Regions from separate parts of the Gossypium hirsutum genome. Here all the other regions are linked to region 2. A link is a contact called in public Hi-C data. All regions are on one chromosome and are shown on one strand. Each heading gives the region's core, a stretch centred on a gene start, on an enhancer-like site or on the middle of the called end of the contact. The rest is flanking DNA. Distances are from core to core; before and after follow the strand shown.

What was found. Hi-C and Micro-C count contacts between places; a contact is called where the count stands out from the background.
Region 1: a Hi-C map of leaf shows a contact between it and region 2, with 1.8 times the contacts expected there. The contact joins the promoter of LOC121208259 here to the promoter of LOC121207947 in region 2. A contact is called at or near these places in 4 of 34 Hi-C or Micro-C datasets (callus and leaf).
Region 3: a contact with region 2 is called in a Hi-C map of leaf, with 2.9 times the contacts expected there. The contact joins the promoter of LOC121208267 here to the promoter of LOC121207947 in region 2. A contact is called at or near these places in 17 of 34 Hi-C or Micro-C datasets (anther, callus, fibers and 3 more).

The regions. Positions count from the first base shown.
Region 1 is chrA10:17,272,995-17,275,694 of Gossypium_hirsutum_v2.1, forward strand. It overlaps LOC121208259 (auxin-responsive protein IAA9), which reads left to right and starts at 1,251. Exons shown (of 7, transcript XM_041078804.1): 1 at 1,251-1,509; 2 at 2,042-2,077; 3 at 2,415-2,700. The coding sequence starts at 2,443.
Region 2 is chrA10:17,518,140-17,520,839 of Gossypium_hirsutum_v2.1, forward strand. It overlaps LOC121207947, which reads right to left and starts at 1,420. Exons shown (of 3, transcript XM_041078495.1): 1 at 1,231-1,420; 2 at 390-761; 3 at 1-279. The coding sequence starts at 1,420.
Region 3 is chrA10:17,385,538-17,388,237 of Gossypium_hirsutum_v2.1, forward strand. LOC121208267 (short-chain dehydrogenase ptmH) reads right to left here and starts at 1,363. Exons shown (of 1, transcript XM_041078807.1): 1 at 1-1,363. The coding sequence starts at 1,082. The coding sequence ends at 243. It overlaps LOC121208268 (thioredoxin-like protein AAED1, chloroplastic), which reads right to left. Exons shown (of 7, transcript XM_041078808.1): 6 at 2,553-2,648; 7 at 2,094-2,460. The coding sequence ends at 2,341.

The DNA of each region.
Region 1 (2,700 bases), core at 1-2,500, 250 kb before region 2:
AATATGGTAAAATTTAGCAATTTATAAAAAATTTTTAAAATTTTCATACGTCATGTTGATTTCAATTTTTTTTAATGAAGATGAAAATACTATGGATGAAAAAAATACATAAAATTCCTTTAATTGCATGTCAAGAATGACTTACAAAATTTAGAGTAGGTTTGAATGGGCGATTGGTTGCGGTGCGGTGCGTTTATCCAAACTCACCCTTAGATAACGGAGCACTAAGAGAGGAGGGTTTAAATTTTGAGTGACTTAGGTAGACCAAGTCCTAATTTCGTTTAGACATCAATTATTATTTCCACTTGTATTCCATACAAAAAAAAAAAGTCACATTCAATAGAATTCATGTTTAAGGTCACATGTATGTAAAAATTTCCATTTAGGTGGCAAAAAAAGAATAATAAATTTTTTAGGGGTCAAAAAATAATTTTATTATTTAATTTATAATTTCATACATTTGAAGAGAAATTTGATGAATAAAAAGATTGTACCGATCAAAATAGGAGTGCGAGGTTAGACCCAATTTACATGACAAAGTTCAATAGATTAAATTTTTTGTTGAATAATTGTTGTTGTTTTTTAAAGAATTTCATTATATATTTTGATTATATATGTTCTTTTTTTATACAATGTTTAAAATTACTTATAGTATCTAATCTATAAATAAGAAGATAATGCGTTTCAACGTACTTAAACTTACATCCTCTTGCATCAATAATAATATCTATATCAATCGAGTCAATACTCAATCAACAATAGTTATTGATTATTTATATACTTTCAATTGCAGACATGAAAATTAGAGTGAAATAGAAAGAGACTCACGTTCGTTATAGGAACTATTTTCTTTATTAATTTGTTATTCTCATGTGAGGATTCACTTTATTGTAAAAAAGAAATTATAAATTAAGAGTAAAAAATTACATGCGAAAAATATTTAAACTTAAAAATATCCATAAATCCAAAACGATACAAAAAACATTATATATGAATAGTAAGGGAAAAAGGGTATGCCTATTGCCTAGCTTGAGCTAAAGAAAAAAGTACAAGTACCGGGAACCAATCAAAACTAACTTTACTCAAATATGCCACCAGCAATAATGACACGTGTTTAATTATAAGTTCTTTTGGGAAATCGAACGGTCTAGATCCCTTCATTGCCACACCAATCTCAACCGTCAGATCAGATTCCCTTCAACCCCATAGACCGGCGCAGTATAACTATAAAACCCGACATGGTCCCATTCGTTCACAATGAGTACAAAGTTTACACAACTTTTTGTGTTTATTTTCGCTTTTGCCCCTGCTTTTTTGTTTTTTACTTCTCGAGTTTCTCTAATGGCTTTTATGGCTTTCTGCTTATAATGGAAGGGTCTTAAGCTTATTCTCTTTCTCTCTCTGCTTTTATTTTCTCTGCAGTTCGTGCATTTTAGCCTGCAATATTTGAAAGCAGTAATCGATCTTCTTTTCTTTGTCTACTCTGCAACTCTACCAAGTTTTACTCCTGTAAGCTCTTTTCTTTTCTTTTTATTTTATTTTTTAAATTTCAGTTTTTCTGTTCGATTTTTGTTTTGCAGTTTTGCTTGAGATCAAAGGTAAGATCTCAAGTTTTTCTCCCCGTCTGATTGGTTGCCGTAAAAGCAAAAGAAAATGGAGGAAAAAGATTGCTATTTTTTTTCTGCTTTGTCTTTCTTTGTTTCCCTTTCTCTCTTTTTACTGCTTTTATTCAGGGAAAATGGGCTGTTGCAGAAAGAGTTAATGCATAAGAGAGTTGACTTTTTTTTCTCTTTAATATTCTCCCTACCTTTTTATGAGCTAAATAAAATTTGTTCTTCACGGTCAATTTTTTTTTCTATTTTAAGCTCTGTTCTTTCTCGTAAGATTTTGCTAGAATTTCCGTAAGACTCTTTGTAAAATTGGAGTCCTTTTTTGCTGCACTGTTTTTCTTGTAAAATTATAGTAGTAATTATTCTCGACTTGTTAAGAGATATTTCCGTTTATGTAATTTAGTTTTATGAGTTAGATTGCTCTAATGCAGGTTTTCTGGCTTACACCATTATTTGAGCTTTAGAAGGTGAGAACCTTCATTAATTGTTACCCTTATAAGCAATAAAAATTGACGCATAACAACCAATTATTGTAGCTGAAGTTGTTTGAAAAAATGAGTTGAGGTGGGTTTCATTGGTATTGTTAGTGCATTCAGAAACAGCTAATGCATGGGTGGGTTTTCACCTGGAACTAATAGTAATTGTTAATGAGTCTACTTGAAGGTTTAATTTAGATATCTTTGTAAAATAAATTGTGATCTGCTGTAATTTGTAGTGGTTTTCAAATAACTTGGCTTAAACGGTTTTATTCTTGAAGTTTGCGGAAATTTTGATTTGTCTTTTGTTTTTCTATGTGGCTTACAGAGGCTATCTTGAGAAGCTTTGAGTTCTGATGTCTCCGCCGTTGCTTGGTGTGGAGGAGGAAGGGCAGAGTAGGGTTTCTTCTCCATCTGTTGAATGTATCTCCCACAATGGCTTGGGGATAAGGGAGAGGAATTATCTTGGATTATCAGATTTTTGTTCAGTTGACAGCTCCGGTGTCCCGGATGATAATGGGAATAACCTGAATTTGAAAGCCACAGAGCTGAGGCTTGGTCTTCCTGGATCCCAGTCCCCTGAGAGAGAAACTGAGCATTGCTTTCTAAACTCG
Region 2 (2,700 bases), core at 170-2,669:
TTAAAATCTCCAAACAAAAAGAGGTTACTTCCGGCCCAACTATGTGCCAACATTTTTGAAAGAACAGGGCTGGAAGTCCATTGGCACTAAGGGCCTTTGTAGGACCCATTGCCTTTAATGCTGCCCATATTTCTTTAGCCGTATGTGCTGTTGTAAGTTGTGCATTCATATCTTCAGTTATGCATCTCTGCACGCCTTGTAAACTCCGCTCTGCATTACTTATCCCTAACGACGCGAATAAATCATGGAAATAAGTCTTGCCAATTTTGGCCATCCCATCTTCATCATTCACAGACCTCCCATTATGATCTTTCAAACTACAAATAGCATTAATTTTATGTCGTTGTGTGGCCCACTTGTGAAAGAATGCTGTGTTTCTATCACCTAACCTCTGCCAATTAACACGTGCATTTTGCTCCCAATAGGCTTCATCTTTGTCAATTTGTATATTGAGAGAAATTTCGTATCAATGATTTTAGCCAAGTTTTCTGCACTTCTATCCTCCTCCAGCAAGCGTTCCAATTGTTTGTTTAGTCTCTGCTTGATACCCTTTCTTGCGTTCTTTATTTGGTTTGCCCATTGAAGAATTCTCACTTTTAATCCCTCCAACTTATCTGTTAACAACCCTGTTAAATTCTGCCAAGACTCTAGAATCATCTTCTCAAAGAAGTCTTCTAATAACCACCATGTTTCAAATCGGAATGAAGATCTATGAACCGGTTTGTTTTCCAAATCCAAGGAAATAAGAAGAGGGCAATGATCTGAGTATGAATACGAAAGATGTTAAATATGCGCTTGTGGGAAAGTTGAAAATCATTCTGCATTTGCTACCCCTCTGTCAAGCCTTTCCCGTATGTTTGTTTCAACTAAATAGCCTCGCTTCCATGTAAACCATGATCCCGAAAAACCTACATCCACTAACTGACATTCATCAGGAATATTACGAAAAGCCTCCATTTGTTTTTCCTCTCTAAGTGCCCCCTTTTTTTAAAAAAGAATAAAGAATTTCGTTAAAGTCTCCACAAACGATCCAAGGATAAGATCTGATCCTTCTCAACCGTCTTAGTAAATCCCAAATAATACACCTTTCAGTAGAAAAGGGATTCCCATAGAAACCCGTGAAATTCTATTCATTACTATTCTGATTTTCTTTTATCAGTCCATCAATGTGGTTTTTAGAGCTACTAAAAATCGTTACCTGAATGTTTTATTTCCAGGCTAATGACAAACCACCTCTAGATCTATCTGCTTCCACATCAAACCCATTCGTGTATCCACATCTTCTTATTTTTTCCATCCAAGTAGCACTCACTTTTGTCTCCATAAGAAAGACCATTTGGCGATTGTATTGCTTCAGTAAGAATCGAAGACATCTAATTGCTCGAGGACTCCCCAATCCTCGAACATTCCAGCTTATCATTTTCATTGGCTTCGGTTGGCTTGCCTATTGGCAGCCGCTGATCCTAAATTTGAAGACACTATCAACTGTTCTCTTATTGTCTCCATTCTAGGAGAATTTCCTCTATCAGACTCCCCTTTAGCCCTTTTGTAGCTGTTGGTACAATCATTCCAGAATTCTGAGCTTTCCTCACCAATTGAAAAATTCTTCTGTTTACATGGAGTTACTTCTATCTGTACATCATGAATCTGCCCTATTCGTCCTTTGCATGTCCATCTTGCTCTTTTGTAATTTCTAGTAGTGCCTTTATCAGATATAAAGGCATTCATGTCAGCTTCTCCCCCGACCTCCACTTGATCAATATTTGATAAAAAGGTATTTTCTCTAGCTTTGATTTTCCTAGGACCCACCTGCAGATTTACCCCTTCATTTTCAGGCTGATTAGACATTTTTAAAAACCCACTTTTTAGCGCCCCTTGTTTTGTATTAATGACATTACCCTCTGATATCTTAGTTGTAGACGTGGCCCTTTCATCCTCATCCCTAGTATACAAGTATTGTGACATGAATTTCTTTTCTGTACTACCCAATTTCAAGCTCTCTCTCCCTACCATATTAGATTCGGCTTTCAGTGCTATTGAGTAAAGAAACGCGTCAGCTCCTAAATCTTTCCCTTTCGTAAAAAATTTCGTGCAATCTTTAACAGTATGCCCTATTATTCCATACCCGAAGCAGAAATTTGGTAGAGATTCGTATTTAAAGGGAAGCCATACTCATCTTGTATCCCCAACTGCAACAAAAATTCCTCGTCGAAGAGGTTTTCTAGCACTTAACACAACTTTCATTCTACAGGTTTTGTTCTGTATTTCTAATCTTAGAATTCCTCCAAAACTAGAACCAATCGCATGCATTAAGTCTTTCTTCTCGCATTCTGGGGGGCAGGAGCCAACTCTTAACCAAAACGGAGAAGAGACCAATTTTATTTTACTTCTTTCTATCGCCTCTTTCAGCCTGTCAAATATAATTAATTGTCTTTTGAAAAACCACGGTCTGCTATCCATAATCATCTCTAAATCATCCTCTTCCTCGAATGAGATCTGAAACAAATTCTGTCCAGCCGCATAAATTCCAAATTTTCTTCTTGTTTTCCATATGCTTCTGAGTTGCGCACACAGACTGTCTGGACTATAAGACTTCTTTGTCCACACCGAACATAATAACGAAAATTGACTCCTCGGTGTCACCAATGAGCTCTTTACTGTTAATTGAATTAACTCGTCTACAAGAAGAGAGATCTCCTC
Region 3 (2,700 bases), core at 113-2,612, 130 kb before region 2:
TTTGAAAATTGAATATCAAAATTTTTGCAATTCCTTAATATCACCATTAAAAGGAAAGTCTGTACATTTTTGTGCAATTTCATAGATACCAGTGATTCATAAACATAGCAATACCAGTAATTAATTTATAATTAATTTCATTAGTACAGTTTTTTAAGTATTTGTGTTGGATATTTTTTGTTAAAAATATATATCGGACATATATTTGTATCCGATATTTATGTTCAAGTAATTATAATCAATTACATTTTCTTATTTAAATTGAAACGAGTTCGAAAAAACATATCTCTAACCCAAAGCGGGGACAATGAAAGAACAGCAAACAAGCCAGTCATGTGACCGAACACTATCTGCTTTGGTGGTTTAGGACTCAAAACCTTCTTCACTACATGCCTTGCGAACATAGTTGCATCCGTTGCCTTTGAACCTTGCGAAGCCCTGGCCCGCTCTGCAATCGCCTCCTTGAATTCCTTATAAAGTTTCCAATCATGGTTTCCCAGCCTCTCGAGGCTAGAGTTTCCGAAATTCGATCTCACAGAACCAGGCATCACAAGCACCGTATCGATGCCAAAGGGCCTTAATTCAACTCGCAAACTGTTGGTCATGGCATGGACTGTAGCCTTGCTAGAACAATATGACCCCGCCCATGGTGTCGGCACCTTCCCAACGATGCTCCCTACATTAACTATAACTCCCCGACACCTCGACGCCATGTGAGGCACAACTTGTTGCACCATTCTTAACTGCCCCAGTGCATTGATTTCCCAAGCTTTCCTGATTGCATCTAACGGAAGCTCGGCTAACGGTCCGGTGCTTCCTATACCAGCATTATTTACAAGCACATCAATGTGACCGTACTTGGATATAATACCATTCACAACTGATGATACGCTCTCGTCTGATGAAACATCAAGCTCTTCCATTTCGATTTTATCAGAACCGAAATCTAGCATGTCATCCTTGCGTTGAGGGATATCGGAGGCGATGACCCGGCAATCCTGCTCGGCAAATGCCCGGCAATACTCAAATCCAATGCCACCTTTTGCACAACCGGTGACTAGAACAACCTTTGGCTCATGCATTTTAGGTCGTGTTCGTATTCCTCTTTGATTATATTAAGAATGTTTCATTTATAAAAGATTGTTGGTGAGGCAGACTGTCGGATACGACAAGGCTTTGCTTTTCTTGTTTATTTCATAAATCTAGATGAAGAATATGCCTTAACGCATATGCTTGCTCAAAGCAAATTGGCCGGCAAAATTAGAGCTTCTTAGCTTGTTAGCTTATATACATATAGGCCTTTTATCTTTGTCTTTTAACATATATAAGAGTTTATCTTCAACACCTTTTTTCTTTCCACATAACGCAACCATTAAAAAATTATAATGCAATTCAGATCCAAAAATCAAGGATTCCTCCTATCTCATCTCTTCAAATCTTACGGGAAGCCCAACTGAAAACTTAATCAACGGCCTAAATCATAGTGCTGGTTTGCCAAAGCATAAATGGCCCTAAAATAGACCTAGCCTGGCCCATAACTCATAAGCCTTATCTGAATTGCATTGTTGTTATTATGTGCTGTTGGTCCCTGCACTTGTATAGAATTGGAGATTTAGTCCTTATCTTTAAAAGTTAAAATTCAATCCTCCTAATTTTTCAACTTAAAAATCCTAGTTCAATCATTATCATTTGTCAAAACTTTATCATGTTTATTTTTTTTTCAATCATACTAGTCTAATCCAAACTTCAAATTAACTAAACAAAAATATTTAAATAAATAAATAAACTTAATATTTATCTCTTTAAATATATAGATTAAATCTTAAATTTTGTCAAATTACAAAGACTAACTATAAATTTTAACTTATTATTTTGTAATTTAGTTGACCATTAATTTTTTTAAAGGATTTTACAAGCTCAATTATTAGTAAGTAATCTGTATGGTGAAACTTAAACTCACACATATACAAGAAAAGTCCAAATATAACATTTGTGCGTGATAAATAAAACATACTTGTTTCTAAGTTCATATGCAAAACCTTATGAAAACAAATTAATAAGTTTCAGCCCTTAAACTTTATCACTTGATAGCATAAATTGAACTTTCTTTTGATCAAGGCTTTCATAGATTTTCTTTCTCCTATCATAACACGCTTTACATGAGAAACTGCATATATCAAACTATCCCAGGTAGGATTTCCAACATTATTGAAGGCAATATTTTGCAGCCTGGATTACAAATAAGATGTGTCCGGAACAATAACCCAGAATTTGCAGCATACCAATATCAGAAGCCGGCTTGCCTAGAACGATCGAAGAATATACAGCATAGGGAACACTTCATGCAACAGGGGTTTTGCAACAAACATCAAAGATATCATCTAGGGGAGCATGATCTCCGGTCCCTTCGTCTTTTCGTGCGTACAACAACTGTTTACCTTTGAATACGAACATCCCTCCCTGATAAAAGAACCAAATCAAACCTGAATGATCAGCCGGTTAATCTTAATTGAAACACCAATTACGAAGAATGTTGATGCAAATTCTGAAACCTGTTGTAAGACACTGCTTGTATCATCTGGAGTTGCTTTGATGGTATAGTTTTCCATAGCTTTCTTCACTTTGTCAAGTCTTGAGAACACCTTCGCCTGTACATACATATGAAATTTTATATGAATCAATTAATGAGACATCGTCTCT